2 separate regions of the Sus scrofa genome follow, and region 2 is linked to region 1. The links are chromatin contacts, called in public promoter capture Hi-C maps. All regions are on one chromosome and are shown on one strand. The core of a region is the stretch at or near the end of the contact, and the rest is flanking DNA. Distances in the headings are between cores, read along the strand shown.

What was found. Promoter capture Hi-C pulls out the DNA fragments that hold promoters and counts their contacts.
Region 2: a promoter capture Hi-C map of fetal skeletal muscle shows a contact between it and region 1, with 4 times the contacts expected there. The contact joins the promoter of ZYG11B here to the promoter of CPT2 in region 1. A contact is called at or near these places in 2 of 5 promoter capture datasets (fetal liver and fetal skeletal muscle) and 1 of 2 datasets of contacts at active chromatin or transcription factors (alveolar macrophages).

Annotation. Positions count from the first base shown.
Region 1 is chr6:159,057,906-159,064,493 of Sscrofa11.1, reverse strand. It overlaps CPT2 (carnitine palmitoyltransferase 2), which reads left to right and starts at 3,167. Exons shown (of 5, transcript NM_001246243.1): 1 at 3,167-3,781. The coding sequence starts at 3,630.
Region 2 is chr6:159,477,101-159,483,688 of Sscrofa11.1, reverse strand. It overlaps ZYG11B (protein zyg-11 homolog B), which reads left to right and starts at 3,072. Exons shown (of 14, transcript XM_021096631.1): 1 at 3,072-3,314. The coding sequence starts at 3,285.

The DNA of each region.
Region 1 (6,588 bases), core at 1,918-4,417:
TGAATGAATTCGAATAAAGTGGTTTTCTTTCCAAAAAAAAAATTTTCTTAGGGATTTGTAGTCACTGAATGCGTGTGTGGGCTGATGAGTGATATTCCTGTTGAACTAGGGGTCACCTCATTAGATAAGGGCAGAGCTGAGACCAAAACTCAGGTCTCTCGACCGTCCGTCCAGGGCTCTTTGCCGTGAGCTCCGGCTCTGCTTGGTCAGCCATGGGACAGAGCCACTGTCCTGGGCCACCTCTCACTCCCAGAGCCAGGAGTGAGAGCTGAAGCTGGGGGAACACCGTGTTCCTGGAATGGGATTCTGTGTCTCATGCCAGACAGCACGATTTTGTTTCTTGTACCTCTCTTTTTTCTTCTGTAAAATGGGAGCAGAGCCTACTTGATCCTTCAGCTGCAGCTGAAAGCAGGAATGAGATTGCAGTGGGATGGTTTTGTGATGAGTAAGGATGATGAATCTCTGTTCACGCTGTATAATCTTGAAATCGTGTACCAGACCCTAAATCTTTGTGTTTTGAAATAAAAGCCCTTTCCTTTAGCCTCCCAGGCCTCCCCGCCAGTCACAAAAGGCTGACTCAAGCGTTCATGACGAGGAAATACAGGTACAGCTAAAAACTAGCTAAAACAGTCTCTATTTTGCTATGTCCTGCCTTCACACACTAACTTATCACTAATGTTTACTTTTTTTTTTCTTTTGCCATTTCTTGGGCCACTCCTGCGGCATATGGAGGTTCCCAGGCTACGGGTCGAATTGGAACTCGAGCCACTAACCTATGCCAGGGCCACAGCAATGCAGGATCCGAGCCGCATCTGCAGTCTACACCACAGGTCTCGGCAACGTCAGATCCTTAACCCGCTGAGCAAGGCCAGGGATCGAACCCACAACCTCATGGTTCCTAGTCAGATTCGTTAACCACTGAGCCACAACAGGAACTCCTTTCTTCTTCTTTTTTTTTTTCAATGTTTACTTTCTAGTTAGAGTTATGTTGCACTTAGGGTCTGGGTTTTCACCAATGATCTCTTCCTTGCTTAATTGCTATTTTTACTAATGGTTACTTACTAGTTAGTAATTTGCTAGTTAGTAATATTTCACCTTTACTAATGGTTACTTGCTAGTTAGTCACTTGCTAGTTAGTAATATTGCACCTCGTGTTTTCTTTTGTAATTGAAACACCCCCTAACACCCCTTCCCTGTCAGCAACCTTCATCCCAGAGAGACAAGCAAGGAAGGATAACTCTGAGGACAACCAGAAACCATCACCAGACGCACCCGTGCTGGCCTTGACGACTCTGAAATGATCTATGGATGAAAAATAACATAGATGCCTTCATCAAGAACCTTGTCTTCCGAGCTAAACCTACAAAACCCCTTGCTATCCTTTCTCAGGACAGGACACAGTTTTGAGGCTTTCGCCTACTGTGTCCTCCTTTGCCTGGCAAAGCAATAAAGCTCTTCTTTCTCTTCCTCCAAATTCTGTCTCCAAGACTTTAACACAATCTTAGAGATTGTGTACAGCGGCCGCATTTCGGCTATAAATCTTAGAGTCTGGAGTTGGAAGGAATCTTGGAGGTGATCTGGGGACGGGCAGTCTCACATGGTCCCCTGAGCATGGAAGGCTCCCTAGGGCCAGAGGCAGAGCTTCCAGTCCTTGGAAAAATTCAAGGTGAAAAGATGGTCGCGCAGAAGGGATCCTTCTCTAAAAGGGCTTTCTGCTCAGAAGCGGTGGCTGGATGGGAGACGCCATGGTTTCTGGCTTCTGCACACATTTTCTCTAATACTGGTTCAGGGGAGCCAGCAGGGCAGCTGTGCGGAGCTAATCACAGAAACGTCAAAACCCTCCTGCTGGGCAAACTTGACTGGTAACGACAACCATCACCACCATTTACTGCTCACAGCGCCAGGCACTGGGTTACCACATTCGGCCTCTGTCTGCCAGTGCCCAATTAAAATGCAGAGACATGGAGTTCCTGTCGTGGCGCAGTGGTTAACGAATCCGACTAGGAACCATGAAGTTGCGGGTTCGGTCCCTGCCCTTGCTCAGTGGGTTAACAATCCAGCGTTGCCGTGAGCTGTGGTGTAGGTTGCAGATGCGGCTCGGATCCCGCGTTGCTGTGGCTCTGGCGTAGGCCGGTGGCTACAGCTCCGATTCGACCCCTAGCCTGGGAACCTCCATGTGCTGCAGGAGTGGCCCAAAAAATAGCAAAAAGACATTAAAAAAAAAAAAAAAAAAAGAATTACTTTAAAAAAAAAGAAAAGAAAATGCAGAGACGAAATTTGGGGTAAAGGAGAAAAAAAGAGCTTTCTTGCTTTGCGGGGCAAAGGGGGGCCACCGCAGGCTAATACGTTAAAGACTGTGTTCCCCCCACTGGAAAGAATTGGGAGGAGTTTTATAGTGAAAAGGAGAAAAGCAGGTTTCCAGACAGGAATCGGGATTGGGACAAACATGCCCTCTTCTTTTTTGGGGGAATCCTAGTCGTCAAAGCTGGAGTCGGATGACCTCGGTATGATCGAGAGGGTGGTCTCCTGGGTTACTGCCTAGAACAACAGTACTCGCGAAAAGGGAATACTGATCAGAGATGACCACAAACTAGGAAAGTTCCTGAAAAACATCATGTGCCAAGAATCTTTGACCCACAGGCACCTGTGCTCAAGGTGCCTAATCTTTAGCTTACAGGTGATTGTGTTTAGGATGCAATTAAGCGAGGGAGAAGGCCAAGGAAGGACTCGAAGCGGTTCCGTTTTAAAGTATTCATTGCTAAAAGAAGCATAAGGACTATCACTTCTCTCTTAGGTGTCTGAGATGCCTAACTTATTATGTGTATTCCTTGGGAGGGAACCAGGATCCTGCCCCAAGGCTGGACGACTGTTACCTGACTGTTCCTCCCTTGTCTTTGCATCCCCTTCCTTCCCTGATCAGCAACTGTCTGAACCTGTCCCTAGGAGCTCAGGGAAGGTCATGGTGGCTGAACGAGGCCCATTTCCTAAGAAAAATTAACGTGAGGCACAGAAAGGCTTTTGTGCCCAGGAGCCCTTTTGCCACCCGGAGCCCCACAGGGTGGTGCGCGTTTCCACTGTACACACCGTTACTGCATTTCCTAACTAGGAATGTGGGAGGTGGCTTAATGGTTAGAACCTGTTTCTCAGATGAGGAAACAGGTTTAACATTTTTCCCACGATCTCCCAAGGACAGAGTCTGGAACGAATTCATCAGACTCCGAAAAGTTTTTCGCCTTTTCTTTTTCTGCCACTTCAGTTTCAATATTGTTTCGGAAGAGGAGAAGGGCGTGCCTTGGGAGCTCCTTTTCCCGCGCAGCCTAGGGAGCAGAAGCGGGAGCCACGGAGCAGAGACGGCAGCGGGCCGGCTCGCCCCGCAGTGGGCGGGCCCCTCTGAGCGGAGGGCCTGTGGGCGGGCCCTCAGTGGCAGGGCCCTTCCGTGGGCGGGGCCTTTCCATGGGGCGGGGCCTTCCGTGGGCGGGGCCCTAAGGCCGGAAGTGGCCTCGTGGACCTGCCCTAACCGAACTTGAGTCCCTGACCCGGCGTCCCGGGAACCTGAGGGCAGCGGCTTGGGCTCTGCACACCAAAACCACACGGTCGCCGCGTTCGTGCTGCTGCCGCCACCCGAGACGATGATGGCTCGTCTGCTGCTGCGCGCCTGGCCCCGGGACCTTGCTGTTGGCCTGGCAGCCCCCTGTCGGACCCTAAGCGCCGGCTTCGAGCCGGGTCAGTACCTGCAGCGCAGCATCGTGCCCACTATGCACTTCCAGGACAGTCTGCCCAGGTGAGCCCCGCCGCCCACCGCCAGCCGTGAAGCGGCCCCAAGCTTACCCCACTCACTCACGACTGTTCTGCTGAACCCTCTTCTGCCCCCAAACCTCTACCTGGGACGGTGCCGTATCCTCCAATTTGAAAATCCTGTGACTTTCAGGCTCTCCTGGCACAGGAACTTGAGAACGCTCAAATTCTCTTCCCGAATCCTCCCACTGTTCGCTTAGATTTTCTCTCTTGAACTCTTCTCGAACTTCTCCAGGAAGCCAACTTCCAATCAGATATCTAATTGTCCCTCCTACTTCTCCCAGAAAAATGTCCTACCTGCATATCTCCAGCCCTGTCCTTACTCCTCCAACTAGGGTGTCTCCCCCCCAATCCTGCCCAGACGATGGAGCAGCCAATTCCTGATGCATAATAGTTACTCTCCCTCCACTTCTCCCAACACTCCCCCTTTTGGACACCCGGCCCTCGTAACCCTCAGCCCTGCTCGCTGTGCCTCCAGTCCTGTTTATTTTAGCATCCTACCAGTCTCCCCCAGACTCACCTTACCCTCCCCCAAGTCTTCAACCTTCTAAGTCAGTCTTCACCTGGAAGCCTTTCACCGCTATCAAACCTTCCTCAACACTCCCCCACCTTCCTGCCCCTAAAAGAGCCTCCCTAACCCACATTAGCCCCTGCAACTTCAGCACACCCTCACGGAATTACAGACACTGCCCTCAGTAACCCTCCCCAAATCTTATTCACATTAGGTCCAGAGCCCACCCCAGTTCTGTGCCTCCTCATCAAAGCTACCCTTTCTTTCCACCTTGTGAAATACTTCTCCCAGAATCTACTCCCCCTGTAAAACAGCCCCCATAAATCTTCCTCTCTCTTTCCTTCGCCCGGTAGTTTAATTCAGCTTCCAGTTTTCACAGGCTTTGAACAACAGGCCTTAATCTAAACTGCCAGTTCTCTTTCAATATTAGAAATTTCCCCAAGGAGTTCCTGTTGTGGCTCAGAGGGTTATGAACAGGACTAGTATTCATGAGGATGCAGGTTTGATCCCTGGCCTTGCCCGGGGGGTTAAAGATCTGGCATTGCTGCGAGCTCTGGTGCAAGTGGCAGATGTGGCTCATATCTGGTGTTGCTGTGGCTGTGGTGTAGGCCGGCTGCTGCAGCTCTGATTCAACCCCTAGCCTGGGAACCTCCATATGCTACAGGTTCGGCCATAAAAAGCAAAAAAAAAAAAAAAAAAAAAAAAAAAAATTTCCCCCAATTCCTTCACCCTCTAAAACCAAGCTTAAACTTTTAAATTTCTCTACCTGTTCACCAGTTAGTTCCTGGTGCCGAATTCCCAATTCTTTTCTAAAGACCCTTTTACTTCCTTTCAAACCAAGCTGGCATCAGGGATGTCCCAGTCCAGGGGCTGGAGCCCAGCTCTCCCTACGCTGTGATTCGAACACAGGCTGTTAGAAGCGTCACCCCCAGCTCCTGGCTGCTGTTTTTCTCTCCAGGCAGGAACCCCTTACCCCAGTGTCATCCCTGCCCTCTCAGGACTATTATCTGAAGAGATTTTTGTGAAATGACAGTGTGCTAACATCCTAAGACAAACGACAATGAGATTATTTAGCCCCAGTCCCCCTGTTCATATTTGGCAAGAGGACAGGAAAGAGAAAGGAAAAGGTGTCTGTGGCTGGGAGTTAATCCTTGACCCCCTGTGGCTGAGCTGAGCCGTATGTGGGGGAAAGGTGAAGAATGACTGAGCCTCTCTTCGCTTGCCAAGCTCGGCAGCAGATGGCTTTTAACTTTCAGACAGGCCTGGGCCCCACCCAGCTTTAAGATCGGAGGGCTTTTCTCCTCCTTAGAATTAGAAAGCCAGGAAGACTATTCGAGATCATTTCCTCCAGTCCACAGCACAGACACTGTGGAGCTGCAAACAGTAGCCCTCCTCATCCAGATATAACTTGACACTCTGCTGCCATTCCCCGCCTCCACCCCGGGCCTGCAGCACCCCAGCTGTAAATGAGGGATTAGGTGAGACTCCTTTTATCTCTGAGATGCTAGAGAGGTAGAATGTCCTTTCACACTCATTTCGATGTCACACTTGGGGAAAAGCCCTGGCTTGGAAGTCTGGTAAAACTTATTTTCAGATTCTGGATCTGATACTTTTATAAGTTCAGGCAATTCTTTTATGGCCACACCTGCAGCATATGGAGGTTCCCAGGCTAGGGGTCGAATCGGAGCTGCAGCTGCCGGCCTACCCACAGCCACAGCAATGTGGGATCCTTAACCCACTGAGCGAGGCCAGGGATCGAATCCACATCCTCATGGGTACTAGTCAGGTGCATTACTGCTGAGCCACAATGGGAACTCCATATATCACTGCCTTTTAATCAAGTGGCCTTGGACTCGCTTTCCTATAGGAAGCCTTGTGCTATGATTTGCTTGGTTTTCAAGTGTAATTTTTTTTTGCTTTGCTCTTTTGTAGTGTGGGCAAATGAACATAACATGCAATTTACCATTCTAACTATTTTTAGGTGTGCAGGTCAGTTAGGTGTTGTGTGTTTTATGTGTTGTTTAGTTTTTGTGTTTTTGCTCTTTTTTAGGGCTGCACCTGGGGCATATGGAAGTTCCCAGGCTAGAGGTTGAATTGGAGCTGTAGCTGCCAGCCTAGGCCTCAGCCACAGCAACGCCAGATCTGAGCCACAGCTCACGGCAATGCCAGATCCCCGATCCACTCATCGAGGCCAGGGATCGGACCTGCGTCCTCATGGATACTAGTCAGGTTGTTACCGCTGAGCCACGATGGGAACTCCAGTTAGGTGGTGGTGTTTTTTT
Region 2 (6,588 bases), core at 1,823-4,322, 420 kb before region 1:
GCACCATAGCAGTGATGATGTTGGATCCTTAACCCTTTAGGCTACTAGAGAACTCCTTTTTAGATGTATTTTTGGAATTTCTATTCTGTTTCATTGATTGCAGGTCAACTGTGGCCCCATTCTTTCTTGATGGCAGAGTCCTGATTTTTTTATGGTGATTTTCCGATACTACCACCAGGTCCTCAGGGAAGGTGATTCCCAGATCAGATATAGAATGTAAATCATGATTGGTCTAAGCAATATTAGTGTCTAATGCTATTTGTTGGTTTATTCACAGCCAGTAGACTTGAGGGAAAGTCTACTGAATGGCTATTAGGGATAAAAAAAAATCGATTAGACATATAAAAGGGGATGTTTACAATTTGGATATATAAGTCTGAAATACAGAAAAGAGGTCTGGAATAGAGGTTTAATTTGGGAGACTGTCACGCTATAGACCATATTTAAAGCAATATGATAGGATATGAGCTCATCAAGGAGTGAGTATAAATGGAAAAGGTAAGAGGTCAAAGTATTGGGCCCTGGGGCACTGCAGTATTTTGAGGTCGGAGAAATGTGGAGAAAACAAGAGCAGCCAGTGAGAAGAAGAATCAGGGGAGGGCAGTGTCATGCTGGGCAAGGAAGAGGCATTGATCAGCTGTGTCTAGTGCTCTTGGTAGGTCAAGTAACACTGAGAATTGATCATAGTTAGTAAATAGACGTCACTGGTGACCTTGACAAGAACATTTCAGTGGAGTGGTGGAGGTGAAAGCTCACCTGGACAGGGTCCCACAGAAAATGGGAAAAAGGAAGTAAAAATATCAAGCACAGTACAGGCCACTTTTTGAGACATTTTGCTGTAGAAAAAAAAAAAGGAGCAGAGAAATGAGGTAGTAGGTGGATAGTCAAGCTCAGTCAAGAGAGGTTTTGTTAGGATGGAAGAAATAAATTCATGCTGGTAAGCTGTTGGGAAAGAAAAAAATCGTGATGTACAAGAGTGGGAGAATCGCTGGAGAGACGTCTTTGAGAAAGTGAAACAGTACAGGATCTTGCACTGTGTTACTCAAAATGTGATCTGTATACTAGTGATGGTCCACAAATCTGGCCACCAGTTTGTAACAGAAATTGAGAGTAAATATTTAGAAACACTTATAGCAATTTGGCGGAAAAATTTTATGTCTATCGGATCTAACAATAAAAGATCTGGGAGTTTTTTGGTGGCTCAGCAAGTCAAGGATCCAGTGTTGTCACAGTGGTGGCTCAGATTTGATCTCTAGCCCACGGAACTTCCACTTGCTGTGGGGGTGGCAAAAACAAAACAAAAGAAAACAAACAAACTAACTAACCCAGAATAGTCAAATTCATAAAGACAAAAAGTAAAATGGCGGTTGTCAGGGGCTGGGGGGCAGGAAATGAGGAGTTATTGTTTAGTGGGTACAGAGTTTTGGTTTTGCAGGATGAAAAGAGCTCTGGGGGAGTTCCCGTCGTGGCTCAGTGGTTAACGAATCTGGGAACCATGAGGTTGCAGGTTCAATCCCTGGCCTCGCTCAGTGGGTTGAGGATCTGGAGTTGCCGTGAGCTGTGGTGTAGGTCAAAGACGCAGCTGGGACCCCGAGTTGCTGTGGCTTTGGCGTGGGCCAGTGGCTATAGCTCCAATTGGACCCCTAGCCTGGGACCCTCTGTGTGCCACAGGTGTGGCCCTAGAAAAGGCAAAAAAAAAAAAAAAAAAAAAAAGAGAGAGCTCTGGAACTGGATGGTGGTGACGAGAGCACAACAAAGTACTTAATGTCACTGACCTGTACACTGAAGAATGATTAGGATGATTAAAAAAAAAAGCATCAATATCCGTCTATATGGACTTGCATTTCGTATGTCTGTTTTTAAATTTAATGTTTCTAGTAATTACTTTTTATTGCACTTTACAAAAACAGTTTTGTGGCTGATTGGGGGCGGAAACCAAGCCTTTTTGCAGTTTGAGAATTGCGGAAGGTATGACCTTAGCTAAAAGGCAAATAGCTCATTTGTAGTAAGGAGAGGAAGGCAGCGTAGAGCAGCAGAGTTAGAAGCAGAGCAGAGTCATAGGTGGGTTGGAAGTAATGGTGACTGGTGGGACCTTATATTCTCCTGTTTGCTTCATTTTCACCATGAATTGGAAGCGAAATCATCAGTGAGCAGGGAAGAAGTGTTGGAGGTTTAAAGGGAGAGATACAAAACAGTTATGTAGTGAGGTGAGAGAGCGTATGGAACTGGAGAAATGCAGTAGGATCGCCAAGCGTTAAGGGCTTTTTTGACGAAAATGATAACAAGCTAGGTGGAGGCCAGTCAGTATGATTTTGGATTTTTCTCCCTTCTACCCCGTTTGGCTGCAGGTGTAGGATTAGAGTTTCCTCAGGTGAGTACAAGGAAAGGAAAGAAGGACTGGAGAAGTGAAAGTGAACACCGAGGGATGATGGACAGTAGAATCTAAGCTGTTCATGAAAGGAAATCGGATACCGTGAAGAATAGTGGAAAGGTAGTAGGAGCACTGGATGTTGAGTTTTGGTAAAGTTGAATTTTTGGAGTCGGGTATTTGAGGAAGTGAGCCTGAGAGGAAGGAGGCTGAGGTGGGAGAGTTGAATGATTGAAATTGAGATTATAGAGGGGTTATCTGAAATTCAGATTTAAAGTATAAGCACGGAAATGAGAGGCTGAGGCAAGGGCGATCCCTAGAGGCGAGGAACCCGAGAAGTTAGGTCTCTAGAGGAATCATCTAAAAGAATTGAAATCACTAAGAGAATATATGAATATTCTATATGAATATATAGAATACATGACAATAGAAATGAACGACAATGAACAGAAGCACAGGGGTCTGTATGCAACCCAAACGAATGGCAGCTCTAGTCTTCTGTAGGACGTATATTTAAATCTCTAGTTTTTAAAGCACTGGTTATTTGAAGACGTGTGGCTCTTTTAAGGGTCTGAGAAGGGGAGAAGCCAGGGGTCGGGCGCGCGGGCGGGGGTGGGGAGGTTGGGGAGCGGTGGGGGGGCCGTGGCCAGGGCTCCTGGGCCGAGTCTGCGCAGTGAGGGAGGAGGCGGGGCCGAGCTTGTGTTTGCGGGCGAGGGCGGAGCCTCGGGGGCGGAGTCTGCGCTCGGGATCGGGCTGCGGCTGCGGCTGCTGCACTTTCAGCTTCCGAGGCGAGGAGGCCGAGGCCTGGGCCGAGCCCGGAGCCGCCGCTCGTCGGAGCCTCCTGGAGCCCCCGCGCCGGCTCAGCCTGGGGGCGGGCTCAGGCCCGGCCCGCCGCCGAACCCAGGACAGAGGCTGCATGCCAGAGGACCAGGCCGGCGCAGCCATGGTGAGAGAGCGAGGCCTGCCTGAGCCGCAGCCTCCCGCCACCCTGGCCCCCGCGGGCCTGCCCCTCCCCAGCTTTGACGCCCCTTCTGCTCCTGCCTTTACCTCCCCTCCTTGTTACCTCCCCTTTGGTGACCCACTCCTCCTTCCCCTTGGTCTCCGGCCACCTGCCGTGGTGACAACCCCCCCCCCCTTAATCTCTCTCCATCCCGGTGACACCCTTTTTAAAAATCACCCCCAGTGACAGCCTCTTTCGCGGTCCCCTTTGCCGCCCCCTCCTTGTCCTTTAACCCGACCTTCTTTTTCTTCTGTACCATTTTGCCTTGTTCTCTCTTTTGGGATCTCTACGCCTTCCCTTCTTTTCCTCCCTCTTTTTCGCTCCTGCTCCTTGCTCTCGCTTCTTACCCCCTTTCACCATTTTATCTCCACTGCCCTCTCCTTTCTCCCCTTCGTCCTCCACCATCCACATTTCCTCTCCCCCTTATCGGATGTCCTCGCTTCCCCGCTCTCACAGCTGTCCCCATTTCCTTCTACGGGATTCAAGGGTCTCAACAGGAACAATTTGAGGGCGATTGCTTCCCAAGAGCTGTAGGGCGGGCAGATAGAGATTCTTAGGCTTTTTTCTTCCTTTTCTTTTTTTTTTTGCAGAGGGAAGGGGGAGTTTGGCGGTGCTTCGAGAGAGCCTGCAAGCCTTATTTCCTAATGTCATTGCAAAACCTGAGTGATAGTGTGTTTTGGAGCGATCGAGTGAGGCATGGGGTGAGGGCCACCCTGCATACTATGGTCTTATGAGATATCTCGCCTTTGGGCAGAAATAACTTAAAGTGTTTTCGAATGTATTTTTATTTTGAGCATCTTTTAATGTGAAGGTACCGTTTGAGAAATTTGAAAGCATTTATGTACAGTCTTTCCTGTTACTCATAACAAATGGTTTGTTTTTGTTTGGAGGCAGAGACCAGGGCATCTGAATAACCCAGATCAGTTTGGCAGTCAGATATGACAGTCTCTTTAATACCTTCTATTATCTTCTTTTGTTTTGCCCTTTCTGCTTTTAGCTGGGAAACCCTTACATTTGCAAATTTCCTCTCTCCTTCCTGTTTCAAAATAGGTTGAGGCTTCAGTGCGATTTTCATTGAGTTGGGTTACACATGGTTTGCAGTTCCTTTAATGAACTCATTGCTCCATCATATACAGCAATCTAGATTTTGGTCTCTGGGAGGAATAAGACATTCTAGTTCCAACTAAGTCCTGGTAATCATATTCTTCTAGGAGGCTGGTCAATTTCTGTTTTTTTCCCCTGTTTTTTCGGAAAGTGGTTTATTATAAAGTTATTTAATCTGCGAACTTTCCCTAACTCACTGACTCTGCATTTTTAGGTGGTCATTCTCCAGCGTCTACCTCTACAACAACCCTTCACATTCACAACCCATCACACTGTCATTGTCTGTTAACCTGTTTCTTCTCCTGAAATGTGAGTTCATCTAGGCAGCAGCTGTGCCTTATTTAATTCTCTTATTCCCAGGGCCCAGGCCAAGTAGGTACTTGAATGATTTCACCTTATGGTCTCATTTTCCTATCTGACAAATAAGATCTTAAACTGAATTTTGAGTCCACTGGTGGACTTACACAGAAAGAGTGAATTTGAGAATCTTATTTTTGGTGAGAAAAGGAAACTTAGTAAGATGCGATGATCTCCTCTTCAGAATAAAGAGCTGCCTCACCAAAGACACTAAGTGGCTAGCTTTTTGGAAGTGTTAGCCTTCCCAGTGGGAATGAATGTGTGAGTACAGAGGGAGAAGTTATGAACTCCTTTCTGGGTATTTAGGATGCAAAAGCGTCGTTTGAGCTGGGCCTGAAAGATGAATAGGATGTATATAGATCATTTGGGGAAGGAGAAGAATGCTTTGTTGGGAATGTGAGTAGAAAATAATTAGGGTGTATTATAGGTGACAGGATTAACTTTCTGTGACAGGAAGGTCACAGGAATGAGGATGTATAGTAGGAAAGGAGACTGGATACATTAGACATGATTATGATTTAGACTTGGCCTCCAACTAACTGGAGTTTACCTTACTTGTTAAAATGCATGCACACAGTGTGAATGTATATGCATGGGAGAGGTGACGAGAAGGCAAAATATTAGCTTATTATGAGTTGAGGATTATTATATTTATTATTAATTTAAGTAATTTTAAATTACTTTAAAATTTTTCCTTATGTAATAGATGTAAATAGGCATTCAAGAAATAGATCAGAACATTATTATAAAGCTTTGTATTTTATATTTTTCAGAATTTTCATTGTTGTGTTTTGAATAGTTGAAATGTCTAAGACAGGGATTCTGAAACATTACCATGAATCAGAATTACGTACAGGGCTTGTGGTCTGCCACTTCCAAAGTTTGATTTCTTAGGGCTTGGAGTAGGGCCTGAGAGTTTGCATTTTTAACAAGTACCCGTATCAGCCTGATGCTCCTGATCTGTGAACCACACTTTTGAGAACCACTGGTCTGAGATAGCATCCTTTTTATTCATCTAACAACTTTTGAGTGCCATTGACTATTGACATTGAAGATATTACAAATAATAAAACAGATGTGGTCTCTGCTTTTTTGTATCTTTTGTCTGCAGACAATATAGACATCAAGTAAAAAGTAATTATAAATGTGGAGAATGCTAAAAAGGAAAAATGGCGGGACAATGGTATGGCATAGTTAGGGACGGCTTCCCAGAGGATCTTACTCTTAGGAAGAAAACTAAAGGATTAAAGTGGAGGAGTTGTGTTGTGGAAAACCAGATGGAAGGAATAGCACACATGAATGGCCTGTGATGGTATTCTCTCTTGTCTGCTTAACTTTGCATGTCCTGAAGTCCTCAGCTCTAGGAAGTCAGGGAAACCCCAATTGCCCTCCTATCTATTAAAACAAAAACTAAAACTAAAACACCCCTCCATTATGTAATCCTCTTTCATAGACTACACATCAAGTGTAATTTTATATTTCCTACTATGCTTTTTTTTTTTTTTTTGGCTTTTTAGGGCTGCACGCTGGGCATATGGAGGTTCTCAGGCTAGCGGTTGAATCACAGCTACCGCTGCCGGCCTGTGCCACAGCCACTTCAACATCACATCCAAGCCTGTGACCTACATACACCACAGCTCATGCCAACGCCAGATCCTTAACCCCCTGAACGAGGCCAGGAATTGAACCTGCAACCTCATGGTTCCTGGCCGGATTCGTTTCCACTGTGCCGCAACGGGAATTCCATCCTACTATGATT